2 separate regions of the Rattus norvegicus genome follow, and region 1 is linked to region 2. The links are chromatin contacts, called in public Hi-C maps. All regions are on one chromosome and are shown on one strand. Each heading gives the region's core, a stretch centred on a gene start, on an enhancer-like site or on the middle of the called end of the contact. The rest is flanking DNA. Distances are from core to core; before and after follow the strand shown.

Region 1 (3,639 bases), core at 154-2,653, 51 kb after region 2:
AATCCAGGAGAACCGTGAGTTTGGGGCCAGTTTGAGCTGTTTACTTAAGGAGACACCATCCATAAATGAATAAATAAATACCTTTTAATTTCATTTAATGTTGCTATTTTCCATAGCAAAGAAAACTAGTAAGAGCAGCACTGTTTTAAGTTCTTGGCATATTAATTACACTTTTGGCAATTAAACCAACTTTGATTGAAGCTTGCACTGTGCTACGAAAGTTTCATCTGATCAAAGCCCAATACCAATAAAGAGAGAAATTAATGCCACCAACATTTTCCCTCCTCTTGTCAACTACCATTACCATTTACCAATTACCATTCAGTCTACAGGTTCCTGCCCCTCTGGGCTTTGTTTCATGCAAATCTGTGCAACATCAGAATTCTGAATCCTACTGTGTGTGTGGAGGGGAGGAGATCAAACTTCATGGCCACATACTGCCGTCAGATCTACTGGGTTACTGTCCACGGACAAAATTCAGGTTCAGCACAGAGTGTGTTAGGTGCTGTCCTCGCTATAGGATGAGGCTGATCAAGCTCGTGCACAGCTGCCTCAAAGGAATATTCAGTGGGCAGCGGGCTCAAAAAAACAAAAAAATAATAGTAATAAATAAAATATAAAATTAAAATAAAAATGAATAAAGTCAAACTTTCCCAATTCCAAACCAAGTAGAGTGCGTGTTTAAAGCGTACTAAAAAGTTATTTTATCTGTAAGTCCAGAAGCAGCAAAATATCACTGCATTAGTCCAGAAACTGTTATGAAAAAAAAAAGGAAGACAATAGATACAAAATTTAGTCAGCTTTTCCCTTTTCTTAGCTGCTTATAGGACACCACTAGTAAGATGCACACTGTGGAAAGCCTGTGTCTTAGCCATGTCCACTAAGTATTTCTAGAATTCCATGTGCTGTTTCATCGTTCCTATATTCTGCTACGTGGCTATTCATTTGACCATGTGACTTCCACGGTGAAAGGGAGATAAAAAAAAATTTATTAACAATGGAAAAGTTGGGGCTGGGGATTTAGCTCAGTGGTGGAGCGCTTACCTAGGAAGCGCAAGGCCCTGGGTTCGGTCCCCAGCTCCGGAAAAAAAAAAAAAAAAAGAACCAAAACAATGGAAAAGTAGAAATGGCTGTGTATGTGTGCGTGTGCGTGCATTCGTAGTGAGAAAATATCCATTGTATGCATTCAAATTTAGCGCTGGTGTTTTTCAAACAGACTACAGCATCTCGCTCTGAGGAGCGGTATTGGATCTCCCTCTCGGCAGCTGCCTGTGGGTCCAGTTTCAGGGTTGATCCCCATGGCAGAAAGCATTGGCTTGATTGTGGCCTCACAAGAGAACAGCACAGACTTTCCAAAGGACTAAAGCAGAACGCCGCCTCGGGGAAACTCAGCTTGAGCCAGCCACCAAACAGCTGCGCTACCCTCTCCACATTTTTGAGTTTGCTCTGAGTTGAGCATTGCTCACATCTGCCACGCCCAACCTCTGGCACACACAACTTCCTCTTCCCCCGGAGCTCAAACTCTAGGTCTGCTCTGCCTGTTTCCTTTAGTAGAGTATTTTTCATAACCATATTTAGGGGGATTTTTCAATGTGACAAACAAATAGCATGAAACAGGCGAGACTCAGTACTGCCAATGCCGCTGTCCTGGGAACTCTCACTCAGAAGCAGAGAGCCGCAGGCTTCCTGCCTTCTTCCGCCAGGCGAGACCTGAACTCACACCTTATGCTCATCCTGAGATTTGCCAGAGAAAAACCAATTCCACCATTTTGGGCCAAGTTTGAAGCAAGCTCTATTAAATATTAAATACTGACCAAAAGATGGACTTTTGGTCAGAACCACTCCCTGGAACTTCCAGCTGAGTGGCTGTGAAACAAGTCTCACAGAGATTTATAAAACCTATAGTCCCCTGCAGGAGACAGTTGTTATATTCCAAGAACTACAACTCCCAACATTCCAAGAGGTTACATGGTCCTTGGGCAAGGGGAACTCACAGGTTAACTTTGGGTATCACACGTACACTTCATCTCTAACACATATGCTACTGTTGACTATTTTCAGCTTAATCAATTGACGGTTGAAAACAGATTGCCACGAGTTAATTAAAAGAATTAAGCTCTAGAGGCTGAGGAGATGCTTCAGTCAGTAAATGCTTGTGTAACAAATAAGAAGACCTAAGTTTGATTCCCCCAGCAACCATGTAAAAAGCCAGGCATAGTAGCTCACAGTGGTAATCCCAGTGCTGGAGAAATGGAGACAAAGTGTCTGTGGTTTGCTGGCCGACCAATCTAGCTGAATAAGCAAGCTTCAGATTCTGTGAGAGGCCCTGAATTAATTAGTTAATTAATAACTAAAGTTGGGCCAGAGACATGGCTCGGCGGGTAGAGAGGCTTGCTGTGCACGTTTGCACTATGGTTCTATCCTTGAAGCCCACGCAAAGGTCAAAGGAGAGAACCAGATTCACAGAGCTGTCCTCTGACCTCCGCAGACATATGCCCTGGCATGCAAGCACCCACACTTACACGAATCATCCACACAGATGTCAGCATAAAAACACAACCCTCGCCTCAGAAGGGATCAGAGATGGGGTATTCTGGAGCGACGTGTCAGTGACCACGGCCTGGAAACAGATTTAGCTTGCCTCAAAGTCTAGGCTCCAAGATGAAGTTTTCATAGAACCAGAACAAAGACAAAGTTGCAAATCAAGGCACCTTGGCAAAGAGAGCAGGGGAGTTTCTGATACTGGCCTCAGGTACTTTCTGACATGACGTTCTCAGTCTGTTGGCTGGTTGCTCATACCTTAAGATTGACCTGGTGGTCACCAGCAGAGGAGAGCAGCCGTTGGCTGGGTTAAAAAGGCCCTGAGATAATTCAGTTCTGGACTTGTAACATTGCAACCCCCTGGAGGGGAGTGATGGGGAGTGCAGCTTCTCTCAGACAACTCTTATTCACATACGCAATTATAAGTGTCAAAGATTAAATAAATAGGCAAGGCTGACAGACACAGAGGAAGATACACAACATCAACCTCGAGTCTTCACATGTAGGGAGAGGAGAAAGGAGGGGGAAAAGAGAGAGGGGAGGGGAGGCAAAGAAGGGGGAGAGAGTGGAGTTGGAGTGAAATAACCGAAGTCCCTCCCATGCTTTCAAGCACCACATTACATACACATATAACGCGGTCAAAAAAAAAAAGCCAACAAAATGGAGGGGAGGGGGTAAACCCAGCCCCTGAGAGATGTGGGTAGCACATGCCCATAAGCACAGTACTCAGGAGCCTGAAGCTACCTTATGTGGAGTCCCCATCTCAGAGAGAGAGGAGAGGAGAGAGAGAAGAGAGAGGGGAGAGAGGGCGGTGGAGTACTGAGGTGCCTTCTCTGTGAGGAGTTAGTGTAAAATGGAGTGCTTGTGCGAAACCTTGACTTGAAGACCATGGGCATCTGTGCCTGAGCCTAGACTAGCTGATGAAGCAGGTGGATGGGCTTGGGGGTGTCATATCGTTCTTTCCCCCCATTTCCTGGCCTCGCCTGGCATTCTTGTTCTTTCCTGTCTCTCTAGAGCAGAGCCTGCTAGGCCTCTCCCCTCTCAGAACAGTCAACCCCAAAAGAAGGAAGGACGATTCAGCGTGCTCAACCAAATCTT
Region 2 (4,038 bases), core at 333-2,832:
GCTACTTGAACTCTTGAGTTCCCACTCCGCGTGGATCTGCGGGAGCCGCGCTCCGGCTATCTCTGCCAACTGCTTTCTCACATTGTCCCCTTGGCGGGGTTGTTACCAGGCCTGACACACACATCGAGTCCCATGGGCCATTCTATTGTGGCACCATGCCACGCTATCCTGGAGGAGTCTATTGCCAGCCTCTCCGGGCTGTCTCTCTGCCCGCTGGGGACTTTGCTCATGTCCCCTGTAAAATCAAAGTTCTAGAAACTTGTAATTTATCAATCAGATTTATCTGTTAAATTCTCAATCCACAATACATGCCCACAATAAATTCACTGCCAGTTAGTAAAGATAGAAACCGCCTACCTAGACAAGATAAAATGACCTAGTCCACGTGGATCATCCTGCTCTGTCGTCCCCATCTTGATTCTCCTGCTTCTCCTCCTCCTCCTCTCTCCCTCCTAGATTGCCCCCCCCCACCTAACCTTCCTTCTCATCCAGTGTTAGGCTTCACTTTATCCTGGACCTGCCTTGCTGCATAATGACACCGTCCTGCATGAGTTATGGGAAGATTTGTAACAAAATCTAAACAATATATGGCTTCTTTCATAGCCTTCAACAAGAGCCCCATTTTAAACATATACCTCAGACATGTAATACTGTCTAAATAAGCTAAAAGTTTTTGAGTGGGGCAGTATAAATAGCAGGTACTAAAAAATGCTTACTAAATGCCAGGCTGCTATTAAGCACACAGGATTAGTATTACCACAGTGTCACTCCACCCAAGGGAGACAGTTGTCAGTGTTGTCAAGATCTCCACATTACAAGTAAGGAAGCTAAGCCAGGTGAGGGTGCCTGGTCCAAACTTCCACATAGCCAGTTAGCACAAGCCTGGCTTGTACCTAAGGTATCTGACCCTTCACCTGTCGCACAAATGACAGGAGAGGCTGCTTCAAAATATGAAACACAAAACCAAATGTGGAGGAGTTAGAAAGCAGTGGCCCACTTTACAAAACGATGCTGTTGTAAGTAAGCGGTCCTTGCATTGGACTGGCTAGCTGGTTAAAAATCATTAATGGTTTCTCAGAAACACGGGGACAGAGAAACCAAAACAAAACTCTAGGATGCGTGCCAGCTAAAGTTCAAAGAACCAAAAGGCCAATGGCCCTATTGTCCACAGGAGAAGAAAAACACAACTTTAAAACCGTTGAGATATTCTTTCTCTGAACATCAGTTACACTCGGAGAAAACAAGCACGGGTGTCACTGATAGAGGGGCTCGGCATAGCCTGTCTCAAGGCATCTCCACAGGAGAGCTTGCTTCTCTGCGAATTCTGGGAGTCACCTGACTGCAGTCTGTGGTCATCCTTGGCAGTAACATTGTTGGATCAATTCTTCACAAAGGCAGAGTAAACAGTTGGCTCCCTCATTCAAAGCAGTTTGTTTTGTACAACCTAGGTTCTTCTAGAAATAGCATCTATACAAACCCAGGTGATTGAAAATGGCTTTAATGGAAGGGAAAATATGCAAAACGAGGCACAAGATGCAAATAGCAGTGCTACAGATGAACACCAACAAAAAGCTATTGCTCAACTTACAGTTGGACAGCAGTGGTGGGCAGGTTGTGAGGGGGCCACGTGAGAGCTAGTTCTGCATAGGGAAAGCTCCTGGTAGGAAGGAGGCAGCTACTGCTAGATGCTCAGCAAGGGAGGAGAGCCCCATCTTCTCCCTTCCCAGTCTCCAGGGCCTCCCATGTGAAGCAACAGGATAAGGGCATCTGGAGATAGATAGTGAGCTAAGATCAAGGTACGAACATCTTTGGAAGAGAGAGAGGAATGACCATAATGCTTCTCCCAAAGATGGACAAAGTGAGGTACTAAGAAGACCGGTAATATGTCCATGGATGTAGTTCAGTTGGTAGAGGGCTTACCTAGAGAGCACATGTTTTCAATTTCCAACAATTGCACAAAACCAGGCATAGCAGCCCACGTCTGCAAATGCCAACTCTCAGGGGTGGGTGTAAGAGAATCAGAAATCCAAGGTCAGCCTCAGCTACATAGAAAATTAAGGCCAACCTGGGCTACACAGGACCGTGGCTCTAAACAGAAACAAACAAAAGAGAAAACATAGTATGCTTCAGATCTTGAAGAATAGATTGAAATGAAGAAGATGGCCCTCTTCCCTTACTGGTCTCTCTGATTTTGGGAAACCTCAATGCCTAAAGAGTCATAACACGTCAATCCCAAGGCTCCTTGCCAACATGTGGTAGTGTGCGAATGACCTAGAGTGGCCCACTTTTCTTCAGAAGTGTCCCTTCAGAAGAGAGTATATGACTAAGCTGACCCCGCCTCTGCCTGGATTCACTGGAGAGGAAGGTTTAGTGACTCACTTGTGTGGGTGACAATCTGGTCTGTGGTATCCTTTGAGTGAACTCACTTTGCACACTAACAGAGTATCTGGTTTGTGTAGGTGACTCATCTGAAGAAGTCGACCTGACAATGGTGTATCAGGCAGCATCGAATGGAGATGTCAACTCTCTGACTGCCGTGATCCGGGAGGATCCGTCCATCCTAGAATGTTGTGACAGTGAAGGTAAGCTGTTTGTGCATTTTTTTTAAAAAACCTGGGATGAGATGCATTACTCTTTCAGAGATTGTCTTTTGAGATGAGCCATACTAATGAAATTCTTTTTGACTGACCACAGGATATTGCAGGCATCTTGCCTGTGGCTCTGTAGAATCCCTTGGCACCTCTCAGCATGACATTGGACACAGAACTTCATCATCTTTCACCTACTAGTCACCTATTATGTTTCACATATTATTATGGAGTGGGTTGTTTCCAGTATTTTTGTAGGAATGGCCAAGTAAGGATGTGTGTGTGTGTGTGTGTGTGTGTGTGTGTGTGTGTGTGTGTCACAATGCTCATGTGCGCGTGCACACACATCATCGTTGTCATGGTTGCATTTTCACCTCCATTCTTTCCAAATACAACTAAGAACTATGGATAGGATAACTAAAATAACTTTGGAAACCAAGAGAAGGGCCAAGTCCTGAGATCCAGGGAAGGGCATGGTGGTGAGTTCTCTGGATTGTCCTTTTGCCTTGTATATCCCAGGGTTGAGGCTGAAGGAGATGGCAACACAGAATGCCAACAGACATGGACAAAAGAAAAGCCACTGAAAACCTGCATTCTCTAGGCAAAATGCCAAGACCGATCACAGGAAAGCACTGATAGGAAGAGACTCTACACAACTGCATGGCTTCACAAGAGGGAACACTTCCACCGTTGGTCCAACACCTCCGCCATCTGTATGAGTTCTTGCTTCAGAAGCTTAGAGGAAGAAGAGTGAAATATCTCAAAACGCACAGAGGTGGGGAGAGGAAACAAGAAAAGATGAGATTGACAAAAGCAATAGTGAAAAAAAGAAACAAAGAAACCAGGAACAACTTCAAAGAAACAAGGAACAACTTGTAGTGACACTGACAAGAAAAACTGACTGAAGGAGATGCAGATTTCCACTCTTGGGAACAAGCCCAAGGACACCACTACAGATCCTACAGAAGTGCTGCAAACAACGTCACACATAAATTTGACAATTTAGATTAAATGAATTAATCGCTCAAAATAAAATAAACTAGGAGGAAGAGAGGAAGTTAGATTCTGTTAGTACCTACATGAAAATATCACAGTGGACACCAGGAATATATATAATTAATGGTTGTTAACAGCTCTATTATGAAACAAATTAAATATTACTATAACTATTTAGGAAATTAAATTCATAATTTAAAAATTCCTAAAGGAAACTCCCTTCAGCCCTAGATGGTATTATTGAGTTCTACTATTATTTATTTATTTACTTACTTACTTGCTTATTGTTTAGAATTATTTTATGTGTTCGAGTGTTGTCTGTACACCATGTGCCTTCTTGGTGGCCAATGTCAGAAAAGGGTATCAGATCTTCTGGAACTAGAGGTTCGGATGGTTGTGAGCCACCAATCTTGGTTCTGGAAACCAAACCTTTGGAAGAGCAACAAATGTTCTT

Evidence for each region. A called contact is a pair of places that touch in the nucleus more often than the background predicts.
Region 1: a contact with region 2 is called in a Hi-C map of the Rat2 cell line, with 2.1 times the contacts expected there. The contact joins the enhancer-like site here to the promoter of Ankrd55 in region 2. A contact is called at or near these places in 5 of 12 Hi-C or Micro-C datasets (the A7r5 cell line, the Rat2 cell line, liver and 1 more).

The regions. Positions count from the first base shown.
Region 1 is chr2:45,697,573-45,701,211 of GRCr8, forward strand. It overlaps Ankrd55 (ankyrin repeat domain 55), which reads left to right. Exons shown (of 10, transcript NM_001270039.1): 8 at 3,556-3,639. Among named protein-coding and RNA genes, the nearest start is that of Ankrd55, 52 kb to the left of the region's middle. Within about 2 kb of position 1,404, at least 6 of the 93 cell types and tissues checked have an H3K27ac peak or open chromatin away from gene starts, as enhancers often do. A contact at or near this core is called in liver, where this site is marked.
Region 2 is chr2:45,646,204-45,650,241 of GRCr8, forward strand. It overlaps Ankrd55 (ankyrin repeat domain 55), which reads left to right and starts at 1,583. Exons shown (of 10, transcript NM_001270039.1): 1 at 1,583-2,582. The coding sequence starts at 2,489. LOC103691456 (a long non-coding RNA gene) reads right to left here. Exons shown (of 6, transcript XR_010064083.1): 3 at 3,862-4,038.